3 separate regions of the Mus musculus genome follow, and all the other regions are linked to region 2. The links are chromatin contacts, called in public HiCAR-type and promoter capture Hi-C maps. All regions are on one chromosome and are shown on one strand. The core of a region is the stretch at or near the end of the contact, and the rest is flanking DNA. Distances in the headings are between cores, read along the strand shown.

Region 1 (3,063 bases), core at 271-2,770, 2.6 Mb after region 2:
AAAGAAAAGAAAGAAAAAAGAAAAGAAAAACAAAACAACAACAGAACAAAAAACCCAGAAGACAAAAGGTGCCTTGAAGTGATAAAGAAAGAACCTGCTTCAGCGAGCTTGGCACATACAACAGTAATAGTGTACCTGAAGAAATGGGAAAGATTGGTTAATTCAGGAACTATGTCCCCAGAACTTTCTACAGGTGTTCATGATAGTTTCCAACAGCCTAAGCCTCCACATTGGTTTTCCTACAGCTGAAGGACAGAGCAGTCTTACGTGAGAATCGACAGTGCTTCCTGAGTCTTCAGTATTTTCTCAAGAAAGGTATGCACTATGCTTTTAAACTATTTGGGCTGGAGTATAGCTCGGTAAATTAGACAAAGAGCTTCATTAGAATGTACAAAGTCTTTAAGTTCAATTCCCAGATTGCAAGATCAGAAAACAGAACATCAAAACAAAAAAACCAAAACCAAAAAGAAAAAAGAAAAAAAAAAAAAAAAAAAAGAAAAGAAAAAAAAAAAGAAAAGAAAAAAAAAACCAAATCAGATTGAATTAATGAGATAAAAGCAAAGTGAAATGCAGATGCCCACGTGGTTCTACCTTTTAGATGCATCTCCTCGTTTCAGGGCTCGGGTCTGTTTAGTACCTACAATTGAAGAGAGAAAAGTCAAGTGCCAATGCATTTGATGTAGCAGAGTAGTCCCCAAATATCACACTGTAGGCACCATTTCCTTTTCTCTCACACATCTCATTTCCAACTTCGATGTGTACAAAAAAAGAAAAACAACCCCCCCCCCAGAAAAACAAAAACAAAAGGGGGGGCTAAACAGGAAGCAAATTCAATTGTTTCTGTAAATTAATTACATTTTACATTTTCATGACGGCAGTCTCTTCGAGGACTCTTTCTCATCGGATGCGCTTTAATCAAGTGCTTTTAAAACACTCTCTAAACTGGGTTCCTTTAGAATAAACATTGCTCAGTCTCCCAAATGTTTGTTCCCTTGCCTAAAGAGAGGAGTCTGAGACCTCAGAGACCAGATATCAAAGCAATCCAAGGTTCAAGGCAACTGACCACCACCTGCCTTGGCCACTTGTTCCCACGTACGGGTAGATCCTAAAACCCCTGTGTAAGAGTGTGGGATTCCTCCCCCGAAGGCACTAGGACAGCCTGCGTTGGGAAGCTCTGGGCCTCATCCACCCGGAGTTCTCGCTCTCCCCGGCGCAGCCTCAGAAAGAGGCCCGCGCGTGCGTGGTACTCAAACCAAGGTCTCAGGGTCCCAGCCTGGGACGGTGGCTCTTGTTCGTACCGGTAGCATCTCGGTGGGTGCTGGAAGCCCGGGTACTTGGGCCTAGAGAGCAAGGTACGGCAGAGTCAGCCATGGGGAAATGCGGTCAGAAGAGGGGGTCGGGACAGCACATCTACCTCCTCACGCTTCGCCCGGAACCGGGCTGGGGGCGGGCCCAGGGAGGGCGGGGCGAGCGGCGGAGGGGGCGGGCCCAGGGCGGGGCGGGGCGAGCGGCGGAGGGGGAGGGTCCGGTCCGGGGGCGGGGCCAGGAGTGCGGCCTGCGCTACCTGAAGTGGAGAAGGAGGAGGAGGGCAAGAGGCAGGCGCGTGGATCGGCGGGTAGGTAGACATGCTGGGTCGGGCGGATCGGGCTCGCCGAACAGGACCTGCGCCGCACGCGGCTCTCCTGCTCGGCCTCTGGAGGTGCTGGAGCCTGGACACCCTGCCCTGCAGGAGCAGGGAGAAATGGCCTCCCTTCGCCTCAGCCAGGCGCGGTAGGGTGTGATTTTCCTGTTCGCGCCTGCGGGGCAAGGACCTTCGCTGCTGGCCTCCTTTTCGTGATACTCGGTGATCTCACTGACGATTGTTTATGTGAGGAGGGAGATCCTGTGGAGAATGGGGTGGGCGGCATCGGAATCTTCAACTTCTTTGGGTGACTTAATTATGTTGGATTCCAGTTTTTGTCAATGGGACATTTAAAAAAATTACTTAATGATTAGATTTTTCATTCCAGGTCCACAATTTGGATTTTTGTTTTCCTTTTAAACAAAGGCTTTTCTAGTAGTTCTTTCTAGGGCTCTTTTTATTTTTTTACTCGTCATTCTTTAAAAATTACTTTCTTTAGGCATTATATCAGGGGCTTTTAAAAATGCTTCATTAGGCTAACACAGTAACGTTCAGTAATAGCAGTTAACCTATAAAACTTTACATTGTGTTTGTTGTCTAATAATTCAGAATGAAACGGTTTATGAAACATAATTTACATGGTATCACACAATTAACTGGGTTTTTTTGTATTAGTTCATTACAGCATCAAAATTAGGAAAATAATTAGGAATGGCTGTGGAGGAACTTCAGAGCATAATAAAAAGATGTGTAAGTACTTCTCCGAAAACACCTTTAAATATATGGGAAGGGCATAGAGTATCTTTACTTTGTGGTCACTCATGTTATTTATCTTAACTAAATTCTGCTTCTTCTTTTTTGACTTGTAAATATCAAAAAATCAGGAAAGTAGATTAGATGATAATGATGATGGTGGTGGTGACTTTCAATCCTAGTACTTTTGGGAGGCAAAGGCAGAGGGGTCTCTGATTTTGAGGCTGGCCTGGTTTACATGGTAAATTTCCAGGACAGCTTGGGCTATGGAGAGAGAGAGAGAGACCCTCGCTCACAAGGGGCATAAGGGGCTAGAGAGATGGTTCAGTGGTTAAGAGCACTTGTTCTTGCGGAGGACCTGGGTTCATTTCTCAAAACCCAGGCCCTGTTCTGGCCCACAATGGGCATCAGGCACATGCATATGTATGAAGGTAAACGTTAGTAAATTGTATTTAAAAGCATATTAAATCATGTACATGTCTGTTTATGTGTGTTGGTAGGGGGTATATATGAGTATAAGTGCCTGGCATGGAAGCCGTAGCGTTAGGACCACTCAGAGCTGGAGTTACAGGTGGTTGTGAGCCACCTGATCTGGGTGCTGGGAATTGAACTCAGGTCCTCTGCAAGGATAGTATTTGCTCTTATCTACCAAACCATTTCTCTAGTCCCAGTAGTCTTTAATTTTAAAT
Region 2 (3,288 bases), core at 432-2,931:
CGGGAGGCAGAGGCAGGTGGATTTCTGAGTTCGAGGCCAGCCTGGTCTACAGAGTGAGTTCCAGGACAGCCAGGGCTATACAGAGAAACCCTGTCTCGAAAAACAAAACAAAACAAAACACAGAGAAAATAAATACAAAAATTTTGCTAGGATTGACTACAATAAGATATAGGGTCTCTGCTAAACAAGTGTAATTAATTCTCCTTTCAACAGCTGTTGAAAGAGCCAAATTGCAGTTATATTCTCACTTGAGAGAGAAAAAAAAAAAACACTACTTAAAGCAATTGGCCAAAACCCAGCTATTTTTAAATCTGAGCAACTTTCATTTCTTCTGTTTCCTTTCTTTTATAAGAAATAGGGAAGAAACAAGATTTTCCAGATTTGTGTCTGTGTTCATACGCACAGTTGTGTGGAGGGCAGAGGACAACTGAAGAGTGGATGCTTTCCTTCCACCACAGGGCTCCCAGGGAACTCAGGTCATCAGACTCTATAACATTCAACCACTCAGAAGTCTTTCCGATCTGCTTTTGGATTTTTTAGACAGAATATTGCTATGTAGCATGGGCCTCAAGCTGGCTGAGGTCTTCCTGTCTTGACTTCCCAAGAGCTGGTATAACAGACATGTGCCACCCTATCCAGGCTTTTCCTTTTCTTTCCATTCAAGGTACACTGTATCTGAGTCATTAACGGACTATAAAAGTCAGGCGGCATTTGTAAATGGTTTACAGTGTCCTACTGACAATAAAATACAAACTTCTTAGCCTCGACCGGAGACCACTTTAATTGGGTTCCTACTTATGTCTGTACCCCTCACATGCTGTGTCTTTTTTCATTATCTGGCTATATCATGCATCCAGAAGTACAACTGACTCTCCATAGGGTCTCTACACTTCTTGTTCACTTTTCTTGAGACATTCCTCTCAATAATTTTGCACAAACGATTCTTGTCATGGAGGCCTGTCTTGACTCAAAGGTAAACTCTTCCGAAGGTTGCACAAACCTAATCCTCTCAACTGTTTTGAGTTGTCAGTATACCTCCACCAGAAAGTGATGAAAACAGAGACCAAAACACTACTGTATCCTGGGACCTTTTACAAACAGGGCCTCTTTTTCTATAAACATTCAGTAAGCGCCCGTGGGAAGGTGGTAAGCTGTTCGCCTAGCTCTCTCTGGTCACTGACTCCACTGACCATGTTCAGCAAACACCTCTGAGCACCAGAATCAAAACAACCTAAGTCCCCCACGCACTGTACGACTTGCCACCATGTCACGTTCGTCATCAACTGCAAAAGGAGCAGACTTCAAACACGCTGACCCAACCAAGCAGCAGTAGCAACGCTCTCAGGGCAGACCGCATTCCGTGGGTGCAGAAGCAGTCTCTGCATTTACTGACAACCCAGCTGCGAGGCAGGTTTCCAACCCCACGGAGTAAAAGCAAAAACTGACTTGAGCTGACCGCGGCTGACCCAAAGTCTGCGCGACCCTCACCGGACTCTGCATCCGCCTTGCCCCTGTACGCCTCTCTGGGCGCGGCCAGGGTTGCCCCAACAGTTCCTCCACGGTCCTCTGCCACAAGGTCCCGACCCTCCTCAGTAATAGCCCCCAAAACCCTCACCGGTTCCGGCCCAACCCTGCGGCTCCGGTAGGACGTGGCTGTGCAAGGGGCGGGGCGCAACAGGGTACCAGTCTCGGGCAACCCCCCGGAAACAAACGGTCCGCGAGGTCTTCGTTCCGGAAGAGAGGCTGCCCTCAGCGGCCAGTAGCCACTTTCAAATTGGGGTTGGTATGGATCTCCGGACAGATTGAGATATCCTTCAGAAAGTGGACTTAAAATTTTGTGTGCCTTCCCTTCAGAGGAACAACTTCCAGCCTAAGAGACGAAATCAGGACAACCCTCCCCCCCCCCCCAAAAAAAGAAAAACGCTTCCGGTGGTAGTGACGTTGGACTCGCCACGCTCCCGCCCCTCGCGGCCTTCTGACTGGTGGGTATGACGATCCACGTGGCCACGCCCCCGGGGCGTGGCTTCCCCGCCAGACACCGCCTCCACCACAGTTCTGACAACTTGTTCCTAAGTGTTTGTCAGTCTTGTTTGTATTATTGCCAGTGTTATACATGGCCGGACACTGCGCCACGCGACTGCATTGCCAGCCACGAGGAAGTCTGACAAGTATCACAAGCTCGAGGACTGACTGGACTATAAAGTGGGACTTGTCTTAAAAGGTAAAAAGACGTCTGCGGTGTAGTTCAGAACTCTTGGGTTCAGTCTCTAGTATGTGAAGATAGGAAAGGAGAGGAAGTTCTCACAACACAATATTAAACTATTGCCACTGCTACATGGGGAAAATGCTAAGTATACATTTTGTTTTCAGTGCTCGAGATTGTATCCTGGGCCTTGAACATGTCTAGTAACCTCCCCACCTCCAAGCTACATTTCCAACCCCAAATAAAAATGACCAAAGCTTTACAAAGATATAATTTACATGCTGTAAAGTTTGCTCCTGTTTACGATTTTATCATTATTTCTGTTTCTGAGTGTCCTTGCCTGTACATTTCATACCAATAGGGTTCATATACTGTATAGCTTTGAGTTCTTTTTCAAATTGTATCCATGTTGTACATCTTTTAGTGCTTCGTTCTTATTGCTAATATCCTATTGTTTGGATATTTCCCTTTTGTTTCTGCTCATCAGTCAATGAACAAATTTGAAGGGTCTTGAGGTAGACAAAAGGACTGACAGGGTCCCAGCTTTATATGTCCAGGGGTTGATGGGGGAACCTGCTGTATCTACTGAGGACTGTTGTGTGCCAAGGACTTTGCCAGATGCTGTCTGCTTTCAGGAAACTTACTTCTTGGAGGGAAATAGTAAAAAACAGACATACAAGAGAGTAGATGATGTCAGAGCTGAATAAAGAGACAGGTGGGTAGACATTCTGCAATCTTATGGATTATTGAGAAAGGACCTCTCTGAACCTGGTGAGTGGCTCAGCAAGCAAGGTCACTTGCAGCATAAGACTGGCAATTTGAAGCTTATATAGTGGTGGAAGAAGTGAACCAACTCTACAAGTTGGCCTCTAATCTCAACGTGTGCACTTTAATACACTCACCATATATATTTACACATATCACATACATACACAATAATAATTTTTTAAAAAAAATGTAGAGACATCTCATCAATCTGAGTCAATTTCTAAAGAAAACATAGCTGTGGAAAGATGCTTCAAACCTGCCCGAGAGGTTTGAGCATGATGAAGATCTAGGAGAGTGTTAAATACGAGTAGCACGAG
Region 3 (3,010 bases), core at 249-2,748, 2.0 Mb after region 2:
CCGTAACGAGATCTGACTCCCTCTTCTGGAATGTCAGAAGACAGCTACAGTGTACTTACATATAATAAATAATAAATAAATCTTAAAAAAAAAAAAAAGAAAAAAAAAAGAAAGATCATGATGGGCTGGAGAGATGGCTCTGGGTTTAAAGGCATTGCTCTTTCAAAGGGTTGCCACTGATATTCTCAGCCCCCACATGGTAGCTTACAATGGTCTGTAACTCGAGTTTCAGAGGATCCCAAACACCCACAGACACAGAGTAAAATTAATATTCTTGAAATCACAGTAAAGGATGCTTTATTATTGTAATTACTAAAATAAAAACTAAAAAGTTTTAGAATTTCCACTCCTACTATAGAACTTTCTGCATAATCTTACAATTTCACTTCTCTCTCATATTCCATTTAATTTTTTTTTCACTGTAGCACCTCTTTCATTGCCTTTCTTAAAATTTGGGTTACAGATATTATTAATTCCCACCTATTATGTTCAAGAGTGTAATGCACTTAGGAAAACTCAATTATTTTGAACGGATAAATGAATAAACTGCCTTCTCCCTCCCTCACTCAGGTAAAAACGGTCCTGGTACATTAATTTCCCACGCAAAATTTCTCAGGAGTAGGGTGGATTGGAAAAAAAAACAAAAACAAAAAAACACCTCGCACCTTATTGGAAAAAGTTGAGGCCTAAAATTAAACGAGATATTTTGTAGATGTAAATGTTTCTACCCTTTTCTACCCTGTTTCTGGTTTTCTTTTTAACAAATTTGCTTCTGCATAAGCTGGAAGACTTCCCCAGTCAGTGGCTCAGGAATCCATGCTACTTCACATCTATGCAACATCTCTAGCTTCGTACAGAATAATGGAGGAGAGAAAAGAAGAAACTTGAGACTAGAAAATGCTGATCAGTACTGTAGGACACCATTTAAGTCAGGCTTTTACGTTCAGCAACTTGTGCATTTTCACGTAAGAATTTTCTAGCCGTTCAGAATTGGATACGTCTGGTATTTAAACATCCTCATTTTCCTACGTTTACCTGTAGTATGTGTACGTAGAAAGGCTTATCATCTTACCTATAGGGCGGCCCTGACAACCGTATCTTCAAGTCTAGTGAAAAATGAGTTCTCACACACGCACACTCATCGAGCGAAGGACAAGCACTTTACACTCTATAAAATCCTGTGACAGGACTTTCCGCTTGAGAAAGAGTACATGGTTTTATACAGTATTTTATTTCAAGAAAGAGGTCCTCCATCTGCCTGTAGGGAGTAGAGCAAAGTCTGGCAGCCTCCTTTCCGATTCTGCCTCAAATAAAAGAAAACGCCTCACAAGCAGGCCAGGCGCAGGTCGACTGTCCCAAGAGAAAACAAACCCCTCGGGAAAGCCCTTTTCCAGCCAGGAGGCGTTTGCTCACCACCCAGATCGCAGGCGGGGTTAGCGTCCCCAGACCACGGCGCACCGCGAGCCTCCTCTGCGCTCGGAAGCCTGGGACACTCTCGCAGCCCACGACATGGAAGCCTCTGACTCTCGATGAGGAGAACCAGCGAACCTCCGAGGCGCCGAGTTCGAACCGCCGCGGCAGCCGTTGGGACCCGCCTCCCGGGCCCCGACCCCGCCCACCACGCGGGGCTCTGCGAACGGGAGCGGGGCGCAGGGCATGCCGGGAAATGAGTCTGGAAGCGCGGATGAGCGGCGTGCCGTGGTCACCTCGGACTACATTTCCCGTCGTTACCCCCGCCAACGTTGATTGGCGTGTGTGAGGGAAGCCGAAACCGACAAGTCTGGTGTGAAGGAAGGATGCGAAACCCAGAAGGCAGCCGAAAGGGGACGCTGGCCCCGCCCTCGCCCGGCCCAGTGGAAGGCAGTGCTTCCACCTTCCAAGAGAGTGAGGCTCGCCGCTGCCTGAAGTTCCCTCAGATCGGGATTTCAAATCGGAGACACCAGTATCCCGCACCTCCCTACACGCGTCCAGGCAGAGATCGACAGGGATGGGCGGCAGGATGTGGCTGCCATTCCCCGTGCTGCTCCTGTCCGCTCTGCCCGCAGCGTTGCTGCGCGGGGCGGCCGGCTTCACACCCTCTTTGGACAGTGATTTTACCTTCACGCTGCCGGCCGGCCGGAAGGAGTGTTTCTACCAGCCCATGCCCCTGAAGGCATCGTTGGAGATCGAATACCAAGTAAGTGCGGAAGTGGGCTAGCCTTCCTTGGGCCGGGCCGCACCACATGGTCGCCTCTCACCTACTTGGAAAAGGTGGGACAGCGACCGAGGTGAATCCGAGGAGGGTCTCCTGGGAAACTGGCCTGCTTGGCGCAGGCGTACTTAAGCGGGGCTCCTGGGAGCCTGGAACTCACAAGTTTGGCCAGTCCTAAAATTGACACCTACCCTCTCTCTTCCCTTTCCTCTGGTCGGAAAGAGGCCAGCACTGGTGACGTCAATGGCGTTACTCTTTGTTTCTTAATTCCCCCAAGCCATTTCAAGCTAGTTTACATACCCTACAGTTCTGAGAAGTTCGCTGTAAGGGGTTGATACACGTTCTTCTTTATTATTGGACGAAGTGATAACACTTGTTTGACTCACTCTCACCACTTTCACCAAATCCCGATATTATAAAATCGGCACGATGTTTTGAATTGTGGCTGGGCAGTGGTGGCACACGCCTCTAACCCCAGCATTCCCGTGGCAGAGGCAAGTGGATCTCTGAACAGTCAAGGCTGCATAGTGAAACCCAGTCTTGGGAGTATTGAATTGTGTCCATGCGAAGATCTCTAAGTCAGATTTTGAAATGTGTTGAAATGGACTGTTGCTGTATTTAGTGGTACATTGTCATCCCGGGTGTACATCCATCACTTTGAAATCAAATAAGATAATAGTGTATGACCTTTCTTCCATTGAACTTTGTCAGCTTTCTTCCCGTGTCATTGTTTTCTTTTTAGTATCAGCAGAATACGCTTATTATTAAATCTTTTTTTAATTCTTATGTAAAACTTTTATATGTGGAGCCTTTGGGATT

The links. Promoter capture Hi-C pulls out the DNA fragments that hold promoters and counts their contacts. HiCAR-type assays count read pairs that join an accessible place to other places.
Region 1: a contact with region 2 is called in a promoter capture Hi-C map of liver, with 10 times the contacts expected there. The contact joins the promoter of Glmn here to the promoter of Golga3 in region 2. A contact is called at or near these places in 2 of 39 promoter capture datasets (hippocampal neurons and liver).
Region 3: a HiCAR-type map of astrocytes shows a contact between it and region 2, with 5 times the contacts expected there. The contact joins the promoter of Ccdc18 here to the promoter of Golga3 in region 2. A contact is called at or near these places in 4 of 39 promoter capture datasets (cranial neural crest, hippocampal neurons, liver and 1 more) and 2 of 115 datasets of contacts at active chromatin or transcription factors (astrocytes and embryonic stem cells).

What each region holds. Positions count from the first base shown.
Region 1 is chr5:107,596,096-107,599,158 of GRCm38.p6, reverse strand. Glmn (glomulin, FKBP associated protein) reads left to right here and starts at 1,520. Exons shown (of 19, transcript NM_133248.2): 1 at 1,520-1,615; 2 at 2,297-2,371. The coding sequence starts at 2,333. It overlaps Rpap2 (RNA polymerase II associated protein 2), which reads right to left and starts at 1,463. Exons shown (of 13, transcript NM_144911.3): 1 at 1,299-1,463; 2 at 592-637. The coding sequence starts at 1,371.
Region 2 is chr5:110,175,250-110,178,537 of GRCm38.p6, reverse strand. It overlaps Golga3 (golgi autoantigen, golgin subfamily a, 3), which reads right to left and starts at 1,681. Exons shown (of 24, transcript NM_001347389.2): 1 at 1,616-1,681. It overlaps Gm15787 (predicted gene 15787), which reads left to right and starts at 2,034. Exons shown (of 3, transcript NR_040431.1): 1 at 2,034-2,221.
Region 3 is chr5:108,131,402-108,134,411 of GRCm38.p6, reverse strand. Ccdc18 (coiled-coil domain containing 18) reads right to left here and starts at 1,498. Exons shown (of 29, transcript NM_028481.1): 1 at 1,414-1,498. Tmed5 (transmembrane p24 trafficking protein 5) reads left to right here and starts at 1,792. Exons shown (of 4, transcript NM_028876.3): 1 at 1,792-2,176. The coding sequence starts at 1,988.